Linked DNA regions of Anser cygnoides: region 1 is linked to region 2. Evidence: chromatin contacts called from public Hi-C data. All regions are on one chromosome and are shown on one strand. Each heading gives the region's core, a stretch centred on a gene start, on an enhancer-like site or on the middle of the called end of the contact. The rest is flanking DNA. Distances are from core to core; before and after follow the strand shown. Region 1 overlaps LOC125182627 (a long non-coding RNA gene). Region 2 has its middle 8.8 kb from the start of XIRP1.

Region 1 (7,062 bases), core at 1,047-3,546, 270 kb after region 2:
TGTTAAATGTAGAGAAGAAATGTAAGTAGGTATAAGGTTTCAGAGTTTTCTCTCTAGTGTTTTCTCCCTAGAAAGCAGTGAAAATTCGTCTCTTGTCAGAGGGCTGGCTGGAGTAGAGAATTCAGATAAGCCGTTAATAGAGAGAACTCTTTTCCTCCTTCACAGCTACAACTATTAGGAGTTTTTTTATACTGCTGGATCCACGCATTTCCATCAGTTTGCTTCAGACCACTGAGACTGCTGTGGAGCGAACAGCAGCATTGCCATCTACTGGGCAGCAGCTCGAGCTCCAGCTTGGAGAAGCACTTCTCCTCCACGGATAGACAAAGGATGCAGTGAATTTCACTGGATTTTTGTATTAAAAAATTAAAGTAAGGCTTAAATGATCTGCCTGGGTCTGGAGGATGGGTGAGGATGCCCTCACTTGGTGCGTGTGTCCACAGCTGGAGGAGAGTTAAGTTACTCTTTGGAGTAAATAGAGATGAGAACTTTGTGGTCTTTAAGGGCTTTTTCCATTCAAAGCATAGAATCACAGAATTATTTGGATGAGACGTCCGTAACCTGAACATCTCCATCTGGTTGTGGCATGGCAGGGCTCCATTGCTGAGTGTATCTCCGTGTGTCCTGCAGGCTCTCTCCAGCCGTGTTGTTTGGGGCCATCTGAGGTGCTCAGGGCTATGGAGACATCCCCATGGGGCTGGTGGAGATGACTCGGGGCCTCAGGAAAGCCGTGCGCCTTTGAAGCAGCAGCAGGACGGGGAGGAATGTCCTCAGACATCCCTGGTGGCACTGACCCTCATGTTCGATCCCTTCAGTGAGCCCAGAGCTGTGTTTCACAGCATTTACAGCACTACCAAACAGCTCCGGGTGTCGTAGCCAGTCTTGTACCTCTCCAGAGCACCCTGCACGTGGTGGGACCACTCCAGAAGTAGCCACGGGTATCTGCTTTCTCTGCTCCACCTCAGGACGTGGGGTGCACCAATTTCCCAAAATCTAGTGGGTTTTAGCTGCGTCCTCACCACCCAGCTTTGACGACAAGGCTGGGAACATTATATATGAGCCTTATATTGCTGTGCCCAGCGGCGTTTGCCCTGTACTCTCGGATATTACCTCGCTGTCAAGCTCGGTACCTTCACGCAATAAAACCCACGGGGTTTTCCACGTGCTCCCAAGGTCGGATTTACAGCTTTGCTCAGGGTGCTCAGGACCAAGCCACTCCCACAAGGCTCTTGGAGACCGAGAGGGCAGGAGGGAAGCACGGTGTGCGTGCCGCCGGGCCGCCGCCACCCTCATACCCTGCGTCATAAATCAGGGCTGAGCAGCACAAGCTGTTCCCGTCACAGGAACCCGGAAAGAAAGGCTCTTCTTGGCACCGGGGCCGGGATAACGATCCTGAGCAGTCTCCAACACGTGGTTCTCCTGCTCCTGTGGCTGCGGCGTGATGTTTATCCTCCGGGCTGCTGCATGAGAAGGCATTAGAGGAACAAAGTTCAGAGCGGGCTGACAGCAGGTTTCCAACACCCGCAGCTGCTCCTTGGAGAGCAGGGACAGTTTGTGCAGCTGCAGGAAAAAGCAGGGAGAGCCCTTGTCTGCTGTCATATCGGGATATGAATGTTTGGGGTTGTGTCTATTAGCCACTTAAGCACCGCCGAGGAATAGCACCGAGCACGGAAAGCTGCTCATACATGTGGCTGAATTGTTAATGTGGTGCTGGAGTGCTTTCAGCCCAAGGAGCAGAACCGTCCTTGAGTCTGCTGGATGGAGGGTGATGAGAATTTGGGGCCCCCTGTGACATCCCTAAATCCATCCATGGACTGAGCATGCAGGGATAGACCTGACCCCAGGCATCAGGCACCCCAAAGCCAGCAGGGACTGCACGCCTCCACCTCCCAGCATCCAGGTGGGTTTTGGAAGCAGTGTGAGGGGCTCCAGTGAAAAAAAATAATACCCCAAGACCTCCGATCAGATACGGTCAGGGCGAGATCTCAGCCACCGTCTGGCTGCTGTCACTTGGCTCCTAGGTGAAATTCAAGAGCTGTCAGCCCATCTCTGAGCAAGTCTAATGGATTTAGGCTCCTTCAGGGAGAAGCTGAACTTGCCATCGTGGCAGAAATCACACGTGCTGTCTTAAAAGGAGCAAGAACCATTCAGTAATATTAAAGGGCAGGCAAGCTTCTTAGTTTGTTTGGCTTTTTTTTTTTTTTTTTCCGTGTCAGAGAGGAGAACTGCCAAACTACTGAGCACAGAGGAGGCATTGCCAAGGGCAGCCCGATAAAGCAGAGAGCTGTGGACGCAGCTGGGGCTCCAGCCCTTCTGCAAGCCTTGAAGAAACACTGCTGGTTTCGTTGTAGTTTGTGCTCGCCAAGGGGTTTAAGCAGGGCTTATCTGGTTGCCAATCAGACCTCTATGCAAGAGCAGCTAAAGCCAGCTCCCGGGTGTTTATCGGCGTGGCTGCGAGCAAACACAAAGGACAGAGTGCAAGGCTGTATCCATGCCATTTTATCACGCGCAGCCCACAAAACTTCTCTAGGAGCCGCTGAGAAGTGCGGCAAGGGTTCCTCCGGTTTGCCAATGCCCTCTAGTGGCTTTTGGCGAGCAGAAACAGCGCTCCCAAAGAGCTGGGATTTTGCAAAAATACCGCTTTGTCCCTTAGGAGAGGCAGGGCACGAGTGGGTTGAAACGGAAAAAGAGCGAAACCCAAATCCTGCATTCCCAAATGCTCGTCCTCATGCCCGAGGGAGAGGATGGTTGAGGGATGCCCCTAAAAGATGGTTTTGTAGCTCAACAAAAGACAAAAACTGCCTTCTTGTGCTTTCTTCTGCCTCCCTTCACCGACCCCACAGTTTGCCAACAGGAACATAGCTTTTATTTGGAAATCTGGTACGCTCCAGGTGGGCTTGCGCCGACCATCCACTGAGGGGTGAAGTCACACAGAAACAGGGGATCAAAGTCCCTGGGTGAAATCACTGATGTATTATTATGATCTCAGCCAAACCTGGCGAATAACCCAAGAAAGTGTGGAAGGGATGAGAAGAGGGTTGATGAGCAGGGGGATTTTGCTCCAGCTCTTCCCAGGTTAATGCACAAGTTGATCCTTCTCTAATAACCCCCGTTATTCTTCATGGTCTGGAAAACAAGAAAGAGGTGAATTCAGCAGAGAGCCAGAATACCTAGAAAAAATAAATAAATAATAATAACAACCTCAAAGGCAACAACTCTTTCCTTAGAGTTGTTTGCACCAAACGTAGCACCGCATATCCTGCTTTTAGACCTGCCCAGACCTCCCAGTTCGATTCCTAATGGTTTAATAAGTGGAAGGGTCCAGCTCCTCTGCAATGGCTCTCCTTGCCTTTAAGGGAGATGTGCCAGGGTTACTCACTGGTGTATATCCAGTCCGCATAGGCTGACACACGTGTGAAGACTGTCGGTTTCTTACAGGTGTTACAGTAGGGAATTAACCCACCACTGACCACCCGGTGGACTTGCCAGCGCCCGTCTTTGTAACAGCTGAGAGGGCCCCCGGAGTCCCCCTGGATCGAAGGAAGGAGGGGAACATATTCAGCCAAGTTGTTCAAACCACTTAGGAATGACAGGATTAGGATCGGAGCTGTCTTTGCTCCCCGGTCAGCCTGCATGCCATCTACAAGGACGCTGCAAAGCTCAGACCCGCTATTTATCACCTCAAACTGCACAAACACACAGAAATACACAATACACACCTCAGAAAGAGCTGTAACCCTAATTTCTCTGCCCCCAACACCACCATTGCAAATACAGTCATCGGCAGATAGTCCAGGGCACGCTGCATCACGTGCAGTCCTTCCCAGCTACAACGCCTGCACAGCAGCTCTTAAAAAATCAGCGCCCTCTCCAGCTACAAGGACCAGGGTCCTGTCCTAATTTTTACTCTGTCCTGCTTTTAATCTGTCCTGCTTTTAATTATGACAGTTTAGCAGAAAAATACGGTAAATATCTATAGACCTATAGTTATACTATACCTATAATTGTGCTACAAAAGCAGGAGGGACCCTTGGCACTCTTCCTTTGCCTTTACTTACCACTAACCAGCCCCCAGCTGGTAACGTAATGGATAATTATTAAGTAAAATGTCTCTTTCTGCAGGAAGCGATGCCATCTCAACAAAGCCATTGTTGTAGGCAGGAGAAGAGAGGTGCAGCAGGGCAATGTCTTTGCTGCAAGAGGATACGGGTAAAAGAGAGTTTACTGGAAATCCTGAATTAGTCATAGAGTGGGTCCGATGTCCTCGTGTGTGTTTTGTCACTTATACAGGTCTCTAGCCTATGGATGACGGCAAACACACAGCTTGCAAACTTCATGAATTGATCTTGAATTCCCATCTTGCAAGAGATGGCAATTAAGGATGTGAGGAATTAAGAGAGGAGGACATAGTAAAAATTGATCAAGGGCAAAATCTCTCCCCCAAAAAAGGTCCTACTCCTTTGGAGGCACCCAACCTCGGAGTGAATTGCAGTAGATTTTGGGTGGACAGACATCCCTGAATCTGCTGAGGCTTTACCTTTCCCTTGTCTTGGGCAAAAAAAGGCTGAGGTCATCCCAGGAGGCACCCTGCATCATCTCTAAGAGGGAAGATAATTTGGGAAACCTCCACTGCATCACCTCCCAGCCTCACCGAGGGCGGGAGTGAACATACACAGCACTGCTGGCAGGACAGGGTGCTAAGGAACATGCATCCCTTTGACAATATTGCAAATAATTACCCACTGCTGATGCTAGAGGGATCCCAGCCATCATGAATGAAGACCCTGTCCATACCAATGAAGTACTCAGTGCCATCTGCCTCCAAGAGATTGTGCTCACCATCCACAATCTAGGAATTTCTAATTAATCTAATTAATAATTAATAATTAGTTTCTAATTATTCTAATTAATCTAGACCGTCCACAATCTAGGAATTTTAAAGCACCTTCCACGGGAGGATTTTCAATGGGTTGCAGCAAACCAGCCTTATGAATTAGGAAAATGATGCCTGCAATTTGATGGTGAAGAAAGCGAAGGTGGGAAACGCGTGCTTCTTTCCTCCTTTCCATCTCCGTGCAGCTTTCTCAGGATGCAAACCCATTTGAAACACTCCCATTAATGCAAATGTGCCTCCTCTCATGTAAATCAGCAATCAGCTTGATTTCCACTCCCAGGAAGTCAGCAATTACATGCAAAATCAAGGTTAAAGCAATGAGAGCTTCCCGGTTCCCTTGATTAAGTGTGCAGCGAGATGTCCAGCTGTGCGAGGAAGGCACCAGTGGGGAACTCAGAGGATGAGAAGGATCTGGCACCTGTCTGCAGCAAGACTGAGGAACAGGACAAGAGTTTTGATGCTTTTTATCCCACTCACATGCTGAGGCAATGGGCTGCGGTCATCACCCAGGTGCTGCTGCTGAGGGTTCCACCACAGACGTGACTGTAATAATCTGGGGAACCAGCACAGGCGATCTGGCATTGATCTTCAGGCATTGAAGGACAAAATATTTTGCACCCGGGCCATGCAGAAATGGTGGGTGTCGCTTCAAACAGTGGAATGGCTTCGTAAAAGAAACCTGACAAACAGACCCTGGAGCCTGAAGCAAGCCCACCATCTGCTGGCTGCTCCAGGCTGAATGGCAAGCAAGGAGCAACGTGCAAGGACTTGTGTGAATTAAGATATTAAGTTGTTGGGTTGTTTTGTTTTGTTTTGCCATTTATGGAGCCACAAAAGACCACTGGTAGCATCTGAGTATGAGAAAAGCTGGCCATCTCTGTACACATTTTAATTAGAGGTTTTTCTTTCATATGGACAAGCAGCAGATATCCACATTTTCTTCTACAAATTTTTATCCATATTATCCCAGATCTTTTTATTTATTTATTTATTTACATGGTGCAAATCATCTTCTACATTAGCTGGCTTTGCTCATAGTTGCGTTAAGGCATTGTAGGTAGTTGAAATATGCCCACAAAGGGTCATAAATTGGCTTAACCAAACTGATCTCAAAGGAGTGGGATATTGTGGTTAAGCCAATGTTGGCCATGTCACGTCCTTTCACTGCAAGCAAATCCTGCTTGCTCCTTAAGTGGAAAGGTTATAAAAGCACAGAATTGCTTTGATGAGTGCCACTATTAAATTGTCACCAGCAGGTTTTACCTTGTGTGGACTAGGAGTTTCATCTAGGCTTGGTGGTGGCAAGATAAAGCACATCTTCCCAAGTGGGGACAAAGCACGGAGTAAACAAAAGTGCTGGAAGTGAGCTACCGGTCCTGCTGGCAGGGTGGAAATCCAGAATAAAATCTGCTCATGAATCCGCGGTGCCAGGTTGTCAGTCAAGCTAGCAGAATTAAAACCATACATCTTTTCCCCTATCTTGAAAAACTCTCCCATAAATAAGAAAACAGGCGAAAGCAAAAAGCAGCAAAAATGTATTTCTGGAGTCAGCAGCAATGACTGCTGCAACTGCTAAGATCTACTAAGAAAGTAGCCTTTTAAATCCATTGTGCCAATGAAAATTATCATTAATAAACAAAAATCCACCCTTGGAAAGAGCACCCAAGTCCAAACAAAGCTCTAATTTGCCATTTGGCTCTGTGCACCAAACCCAGCAGGTCTGTTTTTGTAAATGCCCAGCTCTGAACCACCTCAAGCAAAGACCATGGGTGAGAGGATGCTGACCAGTTCCGTGTCTGGGCTTTGGTTTCTTGTTCATCTCTTGGCTGTCTTCAAATGTGAAGTTGTAACCATGCCTTGACTTGGATGTAGGTGAATATAACAAACACTACAACTTTTTGAATTTGCTGTCATTTTCTCACTGCTTTTTTTAGGTATAAAGCTTTATTTTCAAGTATAAGACACCATCACTACCTGCCACTTCCAGCTGTTTGGTGGGGCTTTGTGCCTCCAATTACTCACTCTGTTAGCACCTCCTTGTGAAGAGCATCTCCTGGGGGACTTCCAGAATTGCCCCTAAACAGACCAAAAAATAAAAATTAAAAAAAAAAAGCATTTTTTCCTGTGTATTCCTAATGAGTGTCAGGCTTCTCAAGTGAGAAACTTGT
Region 2 (6,579 bases), core at 624-3,123:
GTGTACCAGGCTCGAAACCTTCACCCTCCTCCTGCACTCCCTGGGTCTTCCTGACCTGCTTATTTTCCACTGAACAAGATTCAGTTCTTGGAGGACTGTGCAGGATGCCCTGAACCCTGATGGGAAAATACCAGTGACTTTATAAGCTGCTGGGCTTTCAAGGGACAAATCTGATGGATGTTGGATGGGTTTTTAGTTGCATGGGCAAAGCAAGGCTTTGAAGCTGTGATGCTTCCTTGTTAGGTATTTAATTAGGGAAGAAGGAGTGGACTGACAGCATGAAACAATGAACATTGCTGTCCATCCAATAGTGAGTAATGGAGGCTGCTAAAAGACCCGTGAATTATTTCAGGGACTACCACTATCCAGTTCCTCTCTCCATAAAAAGGCTGCACAAAATAATTCTCTGCATAGCTCCCAGGCACACTCGCTAGATAAAGTGTATTTTGAAACTGTTTTTGCCAGGATTACGGTGCCTTAGGCTGGTTCTTCAGCTACTGTCTCTGCTGGGGGCCTGGCTCAGCGCGGTGATTTTAGTCTTTGGTGTTAGCTGTGCGCTGGGTTTGCTCTCTTGGCAGGCATCTGTGGGAAGATGGGAACGAATTGTTCACACCGAGTAGTTTCTGCGAGAGGTGGGTCCCATGTCCTCTGAAAGCAGGATGGGTGGGCTTGGAAGAAAACAAGTCGTGACTCTTGTATCCCTTTTGGAAATGCAGTAGCTGGTGCTGAAAGAAGAGGGAGAGAAACGTCTGCCCGGTTAGAACTACTCTGCTGAAAAAGCTCTGGAATTGGGTTGACTTGCTTTCAGGTCCCAAATCACAACAGTGGGGTGACTGGTTAGAGGATGAAGGGCACCAGTTCCATTGGGTACCAGTTCCCCAAACACCTTTTCCTTCCACAACCAAGGAAGGAAAATAAAAAGGAGGCTCATTACTGTTGAAAACTCTTGGGGTTTGCAATCTTCCTTCATGCAAGCACCTGGAAGATGTCTTTGTAGAGACTGGGAGCTTTGGCAGGACGTCATTTTTGAGCTTCAGCAGTTTATAGACAACCTCCAGAGGTTAATAGACAACCTCCCTTCCAACCCAAACTGTTCTGTGATTCTGTGGTCACCCAGGTGGGGGAGATGGTAAGGGAGGTGCTGCAAGACCCGTTCTTGGCGTGTTCCCCCGTGCTTTTGGCTTTGCTTGCCATGGTCAACCACTCTGTGGGAACTCTGAGGGTGCTTGATGTGGCCGGATGGGGCAGAGCAGGACGTGCAGGATGGAAGTGTGGTCGGTGTAGCATCCCTGCCAAGGCACCGAGCTCTCCAGCACGGGCACAGCAGGGTAGGCAGCAGGCGGGCAGCCACGAGAGGCAGGCAGAGGGAGCACAGGCAGGGGACAGAGACAGATAGTAGGGAACTTTGATCAGGGACCTATTAATGGTTAACGCAGACAATTATTTCTAGCTGTGTCAAATGGACTGACCTAAGCCCACATGAGATTTGTGCTGACCAGACAGGGAACACAGTTTATATAACCACCTTTTTTTTTTTCTTTTTTTTTAAAAAAAACTTTTTTTTTTTTTTCTTTGCAGTTGTATAATGTTGTTTTGATAGCTGTATTCCCACAATAAAATGTCTGTGCTCTTCTTTCTTTCCCCCCATGTGCCCAGCCCTTTCTGGCTGCTCTGGGTGGCATTGCTGCATGCGCATTTGTGCCCTGTGTGTCAGACACCCATGTGTGGGGATGGTGCAGGGTGCGAGCGAGCATGAGAAGGAATAAATCAATGTGGGTTAGGGATAGCAATCTGCTATTAGTTATAAACAGACTGATGCATAAAAGGTTTTCTGGAAAATGCTGGTTGCAATGTGCGTCTTCTCCAGATTTGATCCCCTGTCAGGGAACTCACAACCGGCTACAAGCAGCGGAGGAAAGAGCCACATTTTGCACTCTCCCCAGCTTGTTCATCCCATTTTGGGGGGCCAAGGACAGCTGTGTGCCCCATGTGGCGGCAGGGCTGTGTGTGTGGCAGCGCAGCGAGGGGTGTAATCCTGTAGCTGAAGGCACCATGCAGGGAGCCGGTGCTGGCAGAGCTGATTTCTTTCTTTTCGTCTGCTGGGCAGGGCTCTGCACCAGCAGTTTGTTGAGGATGGGTGCACTGGAGGAGGAAAAATCCCTTGCGAAGTCTCTCACATTGCCTTCCCTCTACTCTCCGTCTGTTTCTTATGGAGAAGTATCTGGATCATCGCAGTCATTTCCATAATTATTGGTTTCATGTTAAGTAACCAAAAAATTATCTATCAAACGCACATGTGGAACTAATGGGGCTTATTTGAAAAGACCTGTCTTTGCGTTTGCAGCTGGCACATCGCTCGGTCCATTTTAATGAGCTTCCACAGCACTGACATGTGCTGGGCTGGGAGCTCACATGTGCGATCCTGTGCCTCCTGGGAGCATAGTGCACAGGAAAACGGGTGCAAAACTGGCTGGGTGAGGCTGCACAGTCCCTTTGAATGCTCCCTGCTAAATACTGCCATGTCGTTTTTCCTATTTACTCATTTTGGGTATCAAGGTGGAAAGCCTGGGAGACTGGCTTTTCTCGGGAGACCTCTGTTAACGGCTGGATTTTGTGTGGGTTGGAAATACCGTGGAAAGAAATTTAGTAATTTCCACTTCAAAAGGTTGGCTGGCCTCCAGCTTTCTTAAGGAAAGAAAAATAATCCCAAAGTAGAAGTTCTTCAGACTCCACAGTCTCAGGTTCAGGTGGAGGTTGGGTTGCAGAGAAGTGACATGGGCAAAGTTGTAGGGCCCAGGGGAGGAGAAACATCTGAGGGCATCTCCAGCTTTTGCTTGGTCTTGGACCTTGCCAGGAACACAGTGGCCCTCATTCTGATATTTTAGGGTCTGATTCTGAGAATAGCACCAGCACAGCCTATAGGACCTGAGGTCTGTGGGTGGAAAACTCCCTGACCTTCTACCACCAAGGTTTATTGGATTGTGCAATGCCATTTAGACACCGGGTCGGGGAACGAGGACTCAGGTCCCACGACACTTTTAAGATGCCAAAGAAATGTTTTCATCATGTGGGACATCTAAAACAAGCTTTCAAGCCAAGACTGTCCTTGCAGCCAGCCCTTCCCAGAAATGGCCTTTGCTTTAACAAACTGGTGTTTTCTGCTCATGTTTCCTTACCTGCCCCCAGGCTCTGTCCCGTACCAGACACCCTCTGGTATTTCTGCAGCAGGGACCTTACAAACGAGCTGAACACTCGTGGAGCAAGCCAAGGGATCACAGTGGCTCCATGTTTCCTGCATTGGCATTGCACTCAGGCTTGGCCCAGCTCCCCAGGGAGCAGAGAGGTCCTCTGGCAATGCTCCGATGACAGCTTCCCCAGGAAGCTCTTATTCCAAACCGGCACGAAACGTCCCGCAGACATCTCCACCATGGCCAGACAGACCCTGCACCTCCACGGGCTCATTGCAGTGCCCACAGCTTTATGTGGTGCATCTTTAGGATGTGACTCATCCCCCACCAAATCCCCAAATGCTGCTGCTTGAAACCTGCTTTGCCCCATCACCCAGCTGGATTTGGTGCCCACAAATGTGCCTCTCCTGGCACCAGTGAGGCACCTGGCCATGCCATAGGGCCCCCGTGCCCATGCTGGGGAAGGGGACATGGGCTTTCCCCCCCCTGAAGTGGGAGGAAAGACAGAAAGGGGAGGACTAGAAATTAATAAAATAAAGCTGCCTTTATTTTCTGCATGCAAACTAAACCCAAGCAACTAAATGCTAAGTGGCTGTCCTCACCCTGGGTGCTCTGCTTGTCCCACGAACTGCTTTTTCTCCAGCAAAGACTTAAGCTTTTCAAACTTTCGTTTACAAGACTTCTTATTCTCACCATAGGGGACTGCAGCATCCCTTCGGACTGGTCATGTTCATTCACAGGCTCTCCCCTACAAAAGGGAATGATTGCCTGGGATGGTTTCATGGGAGTATTTGTAGGTAGATGTTTCTTCCACCCTCCCCAGCAAAATGCAAAACCGCAGATTGCTCAGGCTTCAGTTCCTCTCTGAGAAGTGTATCATCCCCCTCCCCGGGAAGCTCTGAAAATTAAAACCAGCAAAAGTACATTTCTTGTGAGGAGGAAATATTTCTTGGCTGCCTCTGAGATGCCGTGGGGCTCTGTGAGTGTGTGTCTACAAACTGCGATGTGCGTATCCTGTGCTGCTGCGCTCTGTGGGCGTACATCAGAGCTGGGTGCAGCCGTAATAGGGACCAAAGCTGATGTTTTTTCCCCCTTTTCTTATGTGCTGGAGCATACCCACAGCCCTGATGGATGCTAGAGGGAGGAGAAAGGCAGTGGCAGCCCCATAGCATCTCTGCCCTCTCCTCCCTGTCAAATGCACCCTTACGCACAGTTTGCAGCACGTTTGGGGTTGTTTGGAAGATATACAAAGGTTTGGTGGTCCTTAGGGTGTCTTTTTTCTCTGTGCCTGTACCGCAGGCTCTTGCCATTGCAAAGCCTTGTACCTGATGGCTGTGCCAGGGCCAGTGGTGCTGGGGTGAAGGACATCTCCCTGGGGTCAGGACCCTGTCCTGCTCCATCTTTAGCCTCTTCCCAGCTGGCTCAGGTGCTTGGCAGATGTCATCGCCATCCCTCTGTCCCCAAGCTGAGTTCCTTCCTGGTGCGTGGTCAGGAGCCAGCAGAGGGTTTTGGGATGGGGAACTGGGACTGTGGCAGAGCTGCGTTGGTCTTGCATGCATCAGGACTCATCCTCACTAGCCCTAAAATCAGCTGATTTCCACCAGAAATTCAGGGGCAGACACCAAAACGAACCGTAAGCTGAAAGGTGCAGCTATGTGCTGTTTTGCAGCAGGCTGCAATGCCTTACAGGCTGTAGGAGAACTGCCTGGGTACCTGTTTTATGACACCCCAGTGCCTGCAAACCCTCGCTGGGGAGATGTGTTCCTGAGCCCTGTGTATGTCTGCACATTGCCAGCTTGGCACAGTTGCAAATAAATAGTGCTGGCTTCCTATCTGTGTGATCCTCTGGAAAGATGCAAATAAGGAGGAAACGTGCATAGCAAAGTGGGAGCTGAGTGAGATTTATTCAGCATTATTATTATTGTTGTTATTAACAGCGGTGCGCTTCAGCTAGACAGGAGAGACAGTCCCTGGAGAATAAGAGATCTCATCCAGTGGGGTCTGTTTGTTCCCCTCATCACGCTAAGAGCTGGAGAGCTTTTACACGCCTCATAGGAGGATCTTCTCCTGTCTGAGCTGCTTTAGGCTGGGAGGAAAGGGGAACTGATACAAAATGAGGAGTGGACCATTCTGTGTGTGCTAGCAAGGCGGCTTGAAATGCATGTCCTTGCACTGATGTATTTTATTCCTCTGGAAATTATGGCAGCACCTGGTTGTCCCTCGGGCCCAGCCCCTGCCCCAGCAGGGCCACCCCGAGCAGGGTGCCCAGGCCCGTGGCCAGGCGGCTTTTGGAGCTCTCCAAGGAGGAGACCCCACAGCCTCTGGGCAGCCTGGGGGTCAGGGGAACCTCCTGGGCTCCAGGCTGTGCCCACAGCCTCCAGTCCACTGTGCCACCACCTTCTCAAGGAACAGAACGGGATCTCCAGCCATGGCAAACAGAAAATTAAAGGATCCAGAAGCTGCCTGCGGCATCTCAAAGCACGGCATCGCTGTGGCTCCCAGTGCGCTCCCAAGTAGCTGCTGACCGCGCAGAGCCCCGGGGACATCCCCACCAGGATCGAGGACGCCTGTCTACAGCAGCGTGGGGACGTAGGGAAGTGTGTGTCAGCAGGCGAGGTGCAACCCGTGCCTTCAGGAGCTTGACATGCCTCCGACAAGGCAAACCCCCTGGGAACTGCAGGCAGGAGCTGCTGGCGGCGAGGAGCCAGCGAGCACCGCTCACACGAGGTGGTCGGGGGTGGGTTTGGTGCCCCTCTCTGCTCAGCCAGTTCCTCCTGCTGTCTGTACGGCAAGCTCGGGATTGCTGGAGGAATAAACCCCCAGCTGCAGAGGCACAAACCCCTGCTGTGCTTCCCCCCTCTCCTTGTTTGTGACCTCTTTGTGTTTCTGAGCTTCGTTTCTTTGTTTACAGCCCTGTTCTCTGTCGCGTCTTCATGTCTGCAACCGTAAGGACTCTAACTGCAGTGTTTGTCAGGCAGTCTGCATGTGTTTTCCATAATATATATATTTTTTTCTTTATGTGTTATTGTGGCCCCTTTCCCCTGAAGGACTGGGCGCTCGCCACTCCCCTGACTTCACTGCATTGTGAAATGGCCAAGGGCACCCCCAAAACACCTTGGGGACTTTGTCTGCCCAAAGGAGGCGGTCCACTGGGGATGGTGGGTTTGGGAGGCTCTCACATTATTCTTTCCAAATAGATTTTTTTTTTTTTCCAAATAGGTCTATTCTGATTTGTTGTTGTTGTTGTTGTTTTTCCCCATAGGGGTTGTCCTGGTCCACCTCCCCAGAGCTTCCCATGCATGGAGACCAGCATCCACCACGAACATCTCACCCTCAGCTGGGCAAACGAAGGGGACAGAGCCTGAGACACTTCTCCTCCATGGAGGCTCAA

What was found. A called contact is a pair of places that touch in the nucleus more often than the background predicts.
Region 1: a contact with region 2 is called in a Hi-C map of liver, with 8 times the contacts expected there. The contact joins two enhancer-like sites. A contact is called at or near these places in 5 of 7 Hi-C or Micro-C datasets (fetal liver, granulosa cells and liver).

Annotation. Positions count from the first base shown.
Region 1 is chr2:6,083,120-6,090,181 of Taihu_goose_T2T_genome, forward strand. It overlaps LOC125182627 (a long non-coding RNA gene), which reads right to left. Exons shown (of 3, transcript XR_007162755.2): 3 at 5,698-6,970. Among named protein-coding and RNA genes, the nearest start is that of CSRNP1, 20 kb to the left of the region's middle. Within about 2 kb of position 2,297, at least 2 of the 3 cell types and tissues checked have open chromatin away from gene starts, as enhancers often do. A contact at or near this core is called in liver, where this site is marked.
Region 2 is chr2:5,812,423-5,819,001 of Taihu_goose_T2T_genome, forward strand. No RefSeq gene overlaps it. Among named protein-coding and RNA genes, the nearest start is that of XIRP1, 8.8 kb to the left of the region's middle. Within about 2 kb of position 1,874, at least 2 of the 3 cell types and tissues checked have open chromatin away from gene starts, as enhancers often do. A contact at or near this core is called in liver, where this site is marked.